Regions from separate parts of the Danio rerio genome. Here region 1 is linked to region 2. The links are chromatin contacts, called in public Hi-C maps. All regions are on one chromosome and are shown on one strand. The core of a region is the stretch at or near the end of the contact, and the rest is flanking DNA. Distances in the headings are between cores, read along the strand shown. Region 1 holds the start of asb5a (ankyrin repeat and SOCS box containing 5a). Region 2 overlaps egf (epidermal growth factor).

Region 1 (5,727 bases), core at 641-3,140, 110 kb before region 2:
TTATTTTTTAAATTGACAAATTCTGATTGAGGAAATAAGCTGGCCAGTTTTTATAGGCTACAGTTTTTAATTTAAAACAAGTTTTAACAGATTGAAGTATTCAAGTATTAACAGATTGCTAATTTTTATTTTTTGTATTTTTTTGCAAATTTTTTAATTTTTTTATTAGATTTGCTTATTTTTTATTGTTTTTGTTAGTTTTTTTTATGATGGATTATAATAAATTAGCATTTAAAAAATAAGTATTTTTTCTTTTTTTTTAGATTTCTAAAATTCTAATCTTATTATATTATATTTGAAACTGTAATGACTTATAGTTTAAATGCACATTTGTAAAGAAACATGCAATTTTGTAAACAAAAAGATGGTATGATAAACACTTTGACAAAAATGTAGGAAGTCAAAAGCGGTAATGATAACCATTCAACAAAATACTCCAGCACAAATTAGGGCCTAAAATGTAACTGAAATGCAGTATTTTAACCTCATAAATTGAGGCAAATAAATACAAAAACGTCCACTTTTTGAGAAAAAAGAACCACCCCTTTTAACAGGCTGGCTATGGGCCTGAATATGTATAGGAAATCTAATAAATCTCTAAAAAGTCTTATTTTGCCCTCTTCTCTTTCAGTTTCTTCATCTATTTTGTGTCTATCCTCTGATCAGTTAACCTACTGACATTTCTTTGTTTTTTGTTTGATTTCTGTTATTTTTTCCTCTTATTTTTTTCATCTTTTTCATTCTTTATTGACACCATTGTAAATAATGTAATGATTATTATTGTAAATGATGTGTACCAAATGTATCTTTCTGTTATACAATAAATGTAAAAAAAAAAATAAATAAATGAAACTTGTCATACGATGTTTCATCTCTCTGTTCTTGTAGATGTTTTGGCAATACAATTTTCATGTTAGAAATGAACTTCACCCTGAATGCACAGTATGTAATTTATCATCTGATGTACTGAAACTGATTGTCTTACTGTAAAATATAAAAGCTTTTTTCATTGTAAATTTGTACAAACTTAGTACAAGAATATGCATCTCACTTAATTATTAACAATTCATTCATTTTCTTTTCGGCTTAGTCCCTATATTAATCTGGGTTGCCACAGCAGAATGAACCACCAACTTATCCAGCAAATGTTTTAGGCAGAATATGCACTTCCAGCTGCAATTTGTCTCTGGGAAACATTCATACACACTCATTACGGAAAATTTAGCTTACCCTATTCACCTGTACTGCGTGTCTTTGGACTGTGGGGGAAACCAGAGCACATGGAGGAAATCCACACGAATGCAAGGAGAACATGCAAACTCCACACAGAAACGCCAACTGACCACACCGAGGCTCGAACCAGCGACCTTCTTGCTGTGAGGCGACAGCACTATACTGTGCCACTATGTCGCCAAGTAAATAAGTTGTACTTTTTAAATGTATTGCACCTTCTTGTACTAGAAGCACATATGACATCATAATCCTATTTATATTTGTGTCCCAAATTCAAAGTAAAAATTTCAGTTAAGTGTTCTTAGGAGCTTACCTTTTATAGACCTTTTATGTTCAGAAGAAAATGTATATGATACAACTGAATGTATAGAGCTGTATTACATTGTTGTTTTACTTTCAACCCAAATATTAAACATTGGACATGTTATTTTTTGCATTAGAAATTTTGTATATAAACTTATTTAATATTCTTTATACTACACAACCAACAAAATCACAGCATTTACGTGATATCTCTGAATTCACACAGACTTTCTTATTCCCCAAATATCTCCTTTTGATATCCAAATCCTGAGCTGCAGTAAGGACCCAAGTGCATTGGGGGTGCTGTTGTGGGTGACATAAGATACACCAGCGCTCACTGCTAATCCTGCCACAAAACACAGCCATGACAGAGTCCACAGAGGAGTACAGGCCATTCGCAGCACAGCTGTCCAATGTTTACCTCACCATCCTGTCGCTCTTCTGCTTCAAACTTTTCGTTAGAATTACACTTAATCTCCTCACACATTTCTACATCATCAAAGGCAACCGCAAGGAGGCTGCCCGGATTTCAGCTGAGTTCTATGACAATGGTCAAGGGCACGGTAAGTAGAGCATGTGTGCACTTACATCACTGCCCAACACTCGCACAGCAGGAGTGTGGATTTAATGTTCAGTTGCCAATGTTTGGGCCTGTTTGCATGGATATACAGCTATCAAAAGAATTGGGAGACCGCTTGACAATTATCTGGATTTACTGGCTTGGTTAGGTGTGAGTTTTAATAAAATGTTAATGCTTGTTCTACAAAGGTCTGATAGTGTTTATTTAGTAAAGTAAAACAAAAATAGATTTAAAGGGCACCTATTTTACCCTTTTTCCAAGATTTAAGATAAGTCTTTTGTGTCTCCAAAAAACAAAACCCCCGTCAGATTATTTGTTATACCTCTCAGAATATTGGAATGTTTTACTCTGAATACATTGTTTTTGTTGCCTGTGCCTTTAATTCTCCCTTCCCACCATTCCCACGCGCCTGTCAGAGTGTACCAATCAGATCAGCTGCATCAGATAAACAGCACAGTGACAGACATGAAGAAAGCAGATCTCACTTATTGTTTGTGAGAAATACCACAGTAAGAACTTTCCCAATGATTATTTGATGTATTTGTTGTGGAGTTAATTCAAGCCTTTCTGCAACGATGAGTCACACACAATTTCATTACAAAGTTTGTGCAAACACACACACACACATACACACACACACACACAGTGCGTGCATAACTTTTGCATGGCAAATGTGACAGAATACACATTAATATCCACTGCTGTATGGATATTTATGTTAATATACAAAATTAACCTTATTTATCGTCCACAAACTGGATTTGAAGCATTTTCTTTTAAAATTGTTCTGACATGCGGCTGTGGTGATAAAGAAAACATGCTAAAATTGCTATAATTCATTACAGACATGCACTATTTTAAAAATGTTTTTAAACTTAGCTGAACAGCTGAACAGATCTTTTTTAATCCCAGTTGCTTTGTGCACATACTGTCTTACTGATATGATTATACGTGTTACTACAGAGACATGTCGATACGTGGCTGTCAATCAATTGCGGTGGGCCTCAAAATGGTAAGGATTTATTGTATTATATATTGTATTTATTTGGTAGAATAACTCTGATTTACAATCACAACAAATTAAAGTATTTGTTATTCTGACTAACTGACATTTGCCAAAAAAGACAATATTTATATCTGAAATTTGGAGGAAGCATTACCACATCTTCATACAACAAAATAAATAGTAACATTTTCCATGGAAAAAAATGTTCCCATGCCATAATATATCCAATAAATTGACAAATGACTTTGTTTCTGAAAATAAAGGCTCGAAATGGCAATATTTTTATATAAAATTTGAAAGAAACATTATCACACCTTCATACAACAAAAAATATTAACATTTTCCTCAAACCAACATAAAAAATCCAATAAATCCAGAGAAACAGAAATATTCAAGTGGCCTCTTCATTTCCCCCATAGCTGTATACTGTATATGGAGCATGGGGAATGCTATTACTGCACAATGGTTTTCCTGCAGCGTAACCATAATACCTGTCACTGCATGTGACAAGAACCACAACAGTGATTCCAATTCTGCTTCATACTATTTTAAACACACTTTCAGGACAGCTCTTCATATGCATTCCTAAAGCGTGCTCTTTAAGATTCACTTTTGTGTGTTTTGCGTCACAGCAGGCATCCTACAATCATATTACCACACATACAACATCAAGCACACACACACTCTAAATATGCATGCATGCGACGCAAATCCAGGAATGGCTGCCAGGCTGCTGTTTACAGTGTTGTATAAATAGAATTGAGGCCATGCACCCCCTCCCCCTTTTTAACTATACAACAACAACAACAACAAAAATCACAGTCACCGTCAGTCTATCAAGCATTTGTGAAGGCAGACGCTCGTCTACAGGATCCTGAACGGTGCAGCCGGGCCTTATAAACAGCAGAGAAGGCTTTGGTGTAAACAAGTTGTCTCGCGGAGCATCTCAGAAAACAGCTTCTCCGAGTTTAAGATCAGGGCGAGAGGAACAGTCACAGGGGATTGCCATAGTCTGGCATTTACTAAGCAACTTAAGTAGGGCAGTGCAGATATAAAAAAAACCCAGACAGCTTCAGTGACTCTTCTTTTAAGGCTATTTTTTTTTTTTTTTTGAAGAGAATGATATAAGGAGGAAACATTTTCCTGAAGGGACACAAGCTTTGTCAAATTGGAAGTCTTGCTGAGCTGGTTAACCAGCCAAGGTTGGTGCTTTGATATGATTCGTGCGTACGTGGATTGACTTGCAATATCTTGAGTGTGGAAAAAAGAAGAAAAAAGTGGATTCTTAGATTGATTGTTTTTGATTGTGAGGATAAAAACTAAGAAGGGACATTGAAAGATGGAGGTTTGTGAAGTGGTTCTTCAGGGAAGTTTGTTCTGGTTGTGTTTTGAAGGTTTTACTGTAGTTTGTGATGAAGGGAGGTCACGATGATGATGATGATGTGTGGAACGCATCAGCTGTCATACTGGATATTGACTCAGGTGTGTGCAAATATCAGCTTTTTGTGATGGTGGTGTATTGTGTGCATCCCGAATACAAAATACCATACATCTTCAAAATAAATAACAATATACAAATAAAGTCAGAATTATTAGCCCCCCTGAATAATTAGCCCCATTTTTATTTTTTCCCCAATTTCTGTTTAATGAAGAGAAGATTTTTTCAACCATTTCTAAACATAACCATTTTAATACCTCATTTCTAATAACTGATTTCTTTTATCTTTGCCATGATGACAGTACGTAAAGTTTTATTTTCAAGGCACTTTTATATAGCTTAAAGTGCCATTTAAAGGCTTAACTAGGTTAAATTATAAGCAAGTTTTTGTATAACGATGGTTTGTTCTGTAGACTATCGAAAAAACAAATAGCTTAAAAGGGCTAATAATTTTGACCTTAAAATAGTAAAAAAAAAATAGAAACTGCTTTTATTCTAGCCAAAATAAAATAAATAAGACTTTCTCTAGAAGAAAAAATATTTTCAGACACACTGTGGAAAATTTCATTTGGGAAACATCATTTGGGAAATATTAGAAAAAGAAAAAGAAAATACAAAGGAGGGCTAATAATTCTGACTTCAACTGTGTGTGTGTGTGTGTGTGTGTGTGTGTATATACATATACATATACATATACATATATATATATATATATATATATATATATATATATATATATATATATATATATATATATATATATAAATCCTTAGTTGTTATATATAAACACTCACCAGCCACTTTATTATTAGATACGCTTTATTAGGTACACCTTTCCAACTTCTTTATTTGGTATACATGTCCAATCACATGGCAGCATCCAATCAGACATGGTCAAGACAATCTGCTACAGTTCAGTTAAATATATGTATATATACATAGAATTACATTTTGCTAATGTCTGATAAAACATTATAATGACTAAATGAATAACAAATATTTATTTAAACAAATTTAAATGGAAAAATCTAATGCTTTTAAAATAGTATAATATTGTTTATATTAAGTAATTTCATAGCAAAGCATACATGTATTAAATGAATAATAGATATATTATTCTAAAATACAGTTTATAAAAATACTGTGTATTGTGTAGTAAAGTTATGA
Region 2 (6,164 bases), core at 1,778-4,277:
TCAATTTACTTATAGCGCAGGTTTCCTCCGGGTGCTCCGGTTTTCCCCCACAAAGACATGCGGTACAGGTGAATTGGGTAGGCTAAATTGTCCGTAGTGTATGAATGTGTGTGTGAATATGTGTGTGGATGTTTCCCAGAGATGGGTTGCGGCTGGAAGGGTAAAAACTGTAAAAAAAAAAAAAAAAAGTAAAAACTTGCTGTATAAGTTGGCGGTTCATTCTGCTGTGGCGACTCCGGATTAACAAAGGGACTAAGCCGACAAGAAAATGAATGAATGAATGAGTAGGTAGTGCTGTTCTACAGGATGCATCAATGTCAGGGCGAGGCAGTGGCGCAGTAGATAGTGCTGTCGCCTCACAGCAAGAAGGTCGCTGGTTCAAACCTCGGGTCAGTTGGCGTTTCTGTGTGGAGTTTGCATGTTCTCCCTGCGTTCGCATGAATTTCCTCCGGATGCTTTGGTTTCCCCCACGGTCCAAAGAGATGCGGTAGAGGAATTGGATTAGGATAAATTGTCCGTAGTGAATGAGTGTGTGTGGATGGATGTTTCCCAGAGATGGGTTGCGGCTGGAAGGGCATCCGCTGTGTAAAAACCTGCTGGATAAGTTGGTGGATTAATAAAGGGAATAAGCCGAAAAGAAAATGAATGAATGAATGCATCAATGTCGTTCTGCAGGTTTATCGGAGACATTCATAAATTTTCCTAGCAAATCTAACAAATGTTGGAGACATATTCATTACATAAATGTACTAAATCGCACTTCAGCAGTGTTTATTTGAGAGCGCACAAGAAAATCTGCGCTTGAGCATGCAAGAAGTTTTGTCCACAGAAAGAGGAAATTGGTGTGCAAGCACAGAGATTTGCATATTACATGAATGCATTCCTGACTTGTAACACTGCGCTCAAGACATTTGTCATTGAAATAACGCCATAGCTAGTTGGAAAATCTGTGTAAAAGGCACATCACAGCTTGAAAAAATGAAACACTGTAGCTTAAAATTAGCAAATAGTTGTTGAAACTAAAACGTTTTTATCTTTACTTTGGGTGTACCTTTTTAAGAACTACCTAATTAACTAATTAGATTTTACAATCTTTATTTTCTACATTACAGAAATCATGGGTTGCTTTGTAATTAGTGTCACCAGTGTGTATTACATAAACTTAACCCAGCACTTATTGTTCATGCATGCACATATGCACATATACCATACAAGACACTGAATGTGATTCACAGCCCAGCTATACCTACAGCAGTTATCTTTGTTCAAAAGCAAAGCAAATGCCACCAACATTGCTCAGTGTCTTTCAGATGAACATATAAATACAGGTGAAGTCAGTATTATTAGCCTCCCTGAATTATTAGAGCCCCTATTTATTTTTCCCCAATATCTGTTTAACAGAGAGAAGGTTTCTACAACACATTTCTAAACATAATAGTTTTAAAAACTCATTTCTAAAAACTGATTTATTTTACCTTTGCCATGATGACAGTAAATAATATTTTACTAGATATTTTTCATGACACTTCTATACAGATAAAGTGACATTTAAAGGCTTAACTAGGTTAATTCGGTTAACTAGGCAGGTTGGGGTAATTAGGCAAGTTATTTTATATCGATGGTTTGTTTTGTAGACTATCAAAAAAAAATAGCTTAAAGGGGCTAATAATTTTGTCTTTAAAATAGTGTTAAAAAATAATAACTGCTTTTGTTCTAGCCGAAATAAAACAAGACCTTCTCCAGAAGAAAAAATATTATCAGACATACTGTAAAAAATGTCTTTGCCCTGTTAAACATAATTTGGGAAATATTTAAACAATTAAAAAAAATCAAAGGGGGCTAATAATTCTGACTTCAACTGTATGTACTGCATTCTTTCCTCTCAATAACATAATTAAATGACAGCAATGAAAAAACGGCAGTTAAGAAAGCATCTAATCACAGTGATTTGGACATATTTGCACAAGCTCTGTAATTTACCAGCATCATTTCAACAGATGAGGTTATTAAAATTACACTTATAGGAGTTTTATTCTAAAATATTTTATTTAAGACTCAGAACAGATCTGGCTATATGAGGATATAGTTCAATAACTGAACACTTTTGTATGACACTTTGACTGTACAGACCACTGAAATTTTGGTAATGTGACAACCCTACTTTCACATACAGTACACAATGGTGTTTCTGCATTATGCTAAACTAATTTGTTTCTTGTGTCTTATATAATTGAAGAGAGGTTTTTAAGATCATGTGTAAATGTCAGACACATTTGATGTTCCTGGCAAAAACATACTCCATTAGTCCTTCCCATAAAATCAGTGTACAGCCTTTTCATAGGTAACATGGGAATGTTGAAGAAGGTCTAATTCTCTAAGTTTCATTACATTTATTTCTTATATTTCTAATAATAATGCAAATAATGCACAAAAATCTAAATGTACAATGTAAATGTACACAACAAAAATAATTCTTTTAAGATGGTTTCGAGAGCGAAATGTGATGTAATCCTAACTAATGCTTCACTCCAGGACCCCTTGTGCACTTTCACCTCTGCGGGTGGGATTATGGTCCTGACATCATAACGGGATTGTAGAGAGTGTCCCGTTAAGAAGGTTGAGTCCCACCATATGGCTACCTCAAACTCAATCATCAGCACTGGTGATGGAAGGGTTCACATTTCAGCATAAAAACACGTATTTTTTTGGAGGTGTCTGGATTTAGGTCTATATTCATATCTTCTTTATGTAGTGTAACTAATTTGATGCGAATCAAAGCACTATCATTGTTGTTATCAATCTGAGTAAACCTGTTGTAGACAGTCTTAATTGATTTCAGTGCTAGTGTTTTGTAAATATAGGATGATTGGATTTGGGATTATTGGGTGTCAGAATAAGGACTGTCTAACAGGCACATGGCCACGACAAAGAGGTGTTCATGGAAAAACTGAGGTGACTATTGATCATGTGAGGACAGGGCGTTTGGAAATGAAAGATTGAGGCCGTTGGCTTGAGTCTTTAGACCTGTTTGCGTTATCTGGTCATCCGGCATCAGGCTGTTCAGCCAGCATTTCACAATCTCCTGAAATGACCATACCATCCTGTTAATGCTTGGTTTAAGGAGGATACTGACCCTGAACGTCGTCAGCAAAAACAGACATGTTGTTAAATTGTCATTGAGATACTGTTAAAGACTTTCATACAGTGCTACTAATTCACAAGCATACAATATTTTATATTGCAAGAAAATAAATACAGTCAAGCCCAAATTGATTCATACTACAACTGATGAAATTTAATAAAGCATGAAATACTAAATATTAAATGTTAAGTAAATCCTCTCTTAACCATCTTTAATTTCCTCATTGTTGTATTAATTTTTGACATTTTCACAACATAATAGTTATGGAGTATAAATTCTATATACTTTATTGTAATTAAATTAAATTAAAGTAAATAATATTTTTTTCATGTATTTTAATTAATTTTATTTTTTATTTATTTTATTTTATTATCTAAATTTATTTTATTTTATATTATTATTTATTTTATTTTAATTTATTATTTAATGTATTTTAATTAATTTTATTTCAATTTATTATTTAATCTATTTAATTTATTATATTTTATTATTTAATTTAATTTAATTTAATTTAATTTAGTTTAGTTTAGTTTAGTTTAGTTTAATTTAATTTAAATAAATGTAAGTCAGTGGTTACAGGTTTTCAACATTTTTCTAATTAACTTATTTTGGGTTTAACAGAAGAATGAAAATAATAGTAAATAATGTAAATAATTTAATAATAGTAAATAATAACATAATTTCTATTTTTGGATTCAATATAACTTTTAGTAAATATTGTTTTGTTTAAACTTTTAAATTATAAAATACAGCAAAAATGCTTTAGGGGGTATCAAAAAAAGGAAATAAACTACAACATAATACATTTTGGTGAGTTTGTTTGTGTCAGAACAAATGGCCTGTCTTAACTTTTATCTGCATGTGTCTACAGAGAACAAGCCTTGTGTGGGGAAAGCTGTGGATTGTGATCATGCATGTGTTCACACAGCACAAGGAAATATGTGTGTGTGTCCTGAAGGATCTCTACTCAATCCTGATGGCCAATCTTGTACAGGTGTGTTTTTTTCTTCTTTATAAAATATGCTGCAATCCACATACTGTACTGTGACATGACAGTTTCCTTAACATCATCTGTGTGTTTCAGGCTGTTTGTCTGCAGATCGTGGCGGCTGCAGTCAGATGTGTGTGACTTTATATCCAGGCCGGTGGGTTTGTGAATGCCATCCTGGATACCAAATACAGCCTGATGGAAAACACTGCGCTGCCACTGGTGAGTCCTAGTCTTACAAACTTACTATCAGAGATCTTGATTTTTTTATGACCGTGTCCGATTGCAGATTTTTTACAAGCAAATTGTTGAATACTGTTTTAAATGTTTTATATAGCTTAAAATGAGTATATGAACAAAACAAAACAAAACTTTATGTTTGGCTGAACTTTCAGCAGTGAGTACATACATTAGTTTTAAGCTTAAACTAGATAGTACACTTTCATAGTAATGCAAAGTCTTGATGATCTAACTTTACCTTTGTGAAATTATGCCATAGGGCTGCACAATATATCGTTTCAGCATTGATATCGCAATGTAAACATCTGCAATAGTCACATTGCAAGCATGTGCAATGTTGATTTAATATGTTGGAATTATAGTTGAGCAAGAACCACAGTTCAGAACACATGAGATTTGTGGAGTTTAACCACAAAAGAGTGAAAGTGTATTATCTCTCTGTGTTTTAAGGCCTGTGACTGTAAACATTCAGGCACAAGAAAGTCTAAAGAATTCAAGTATAAGAAATTGTACAGTTTATACCTTTAAATGAAGAGTTATTTTACTGAATTATTTATACAATAAAAACCTTATATGATTATTTTCCATTTAATTATTAATGTTGTATTTGAATACTGTTAGACTCCCCAGAAAAGCTCTGTTTTTCACTTTCATTTTTGCCCTATTGTATTTATCTATGCTTTTCATCCTAACCATGACTTACTTTTTTGCTTGCTTACATGCTACTTTTAATTTGTTTATTTATATGTCATGCATAATCAATCTGTTGAATTAACTCCAAACAGAACTATTAAAGACATCTAGTGAAATTGTATCATAATAAATATATTGCAGAAAAACTAAATTCTAGATTTTTTTTAACATCATGCTGCACTATTATGCCAAATGCTGTAAAACATGCCTGCACAGAGCAAAAAGAGTAGACATGCTTGATAATAATGCAAATTTGCTCCCACCAAAACAAAAACAGTAGACAGGCTAAATAATAATGCTGATTTATTCGCTACAAACAAAACAGCAGGAATATTGGTGTTTCCTTGGTTAATGCTTGTCAATCATATTGAGCTGTGCTGGTTTTTAACATGCGTTAAATGGAGAATCCCAAAAGAATACAATAAATACTTTCTGAAGAGATTTTTATAGAGACCTTTTTAAAACCTCAAAAAAGTTTAGGATTTCCTCCAGTATTTTATGCATTGGGAACAGTTTGAGCTGTTCTGACCATCATAGCTGATAATTATTGATGCTTCAATTCAACTAAATAATCCACACGACATAAAAGATAAAGATAAAGAATAAAGAAGATAAAATTAGCAAATGAACAATTAAATCAAATAGAGACCATGTAAAGTAAGTTTAGACATTTTAAATAATTAATTCAATAAAACTGCCCAAACACAGAAGTGCTGAAATATGAAATAAGCAATGGCTAATATTGGTTACATCTTTCAAATCTGCTGCCACTTTCAGTCTTCAACGTCTTGTAGAAATCTGATTCATAGAAATATATGTAAATTCAAAAAATCAAAATATGCACTCATATGTCATATATATATACATATATGACATATGAGTGCATATTTTGATTTTTTACATGTATAAAATGTCATATTTACAACATATATATCACAATATTACAAAAATGACTATTGAAATTTAAAATATTTTTGCTAGAATATGTTTATATTTGGTTGTATGTGAACATATATAACATTATTACTAATATATATGAACATATACTTGTAATTCTAATAGTTGAAAAAATATATGAAAGTGGCAATCTTGGCATCTTCT

The links. Hi-C and Micro-C count contacts between places; a contact is called where the count stands out from the background.
Region 1: a contact with region 2 is called in a Hi-C map of an unstated tissue, with 4 times the contacts expected there. The contact joins the promoter of asb5a here to the enhancer-like site in region 2. A contact is called at or near these places in 2 of 18 Hi-C or Micro-C datasets (caudal fin and an unstated tissue).

What each region holds. Positions count from the first base shown.
Region 1 is chr14:41,032,673-41,038,399 of GRCz12tu, reverse strand. asb5a (ankyrin repeat and SOCS box containing 5a) reads left to right here and starts at 1,890. Exons shown (of 6, transcript NM_001017746.2): 1 at 1,890-2,099. The coding sequence starts at 1,901.
Region 2 is chr14:40,922,009-40,928,172 of GRCz12tu, reverse strand. It overlaps egf (epidermal growth factor), which reads left to right. Exons shown (of 24, transcript NM_001365528.1): 8 at 4,014-4,136; 9 at 4,227-4,352. Among named protein-coding and RNA genes, the nearest start is that of egf, 19 kb to the left of the region's middle. Within about 2 kb of position 3,027, at least 3 of the 62 cell types and tissues checked have an H3K27ac peak or open chromatin away from gene starts, as enhancers often do.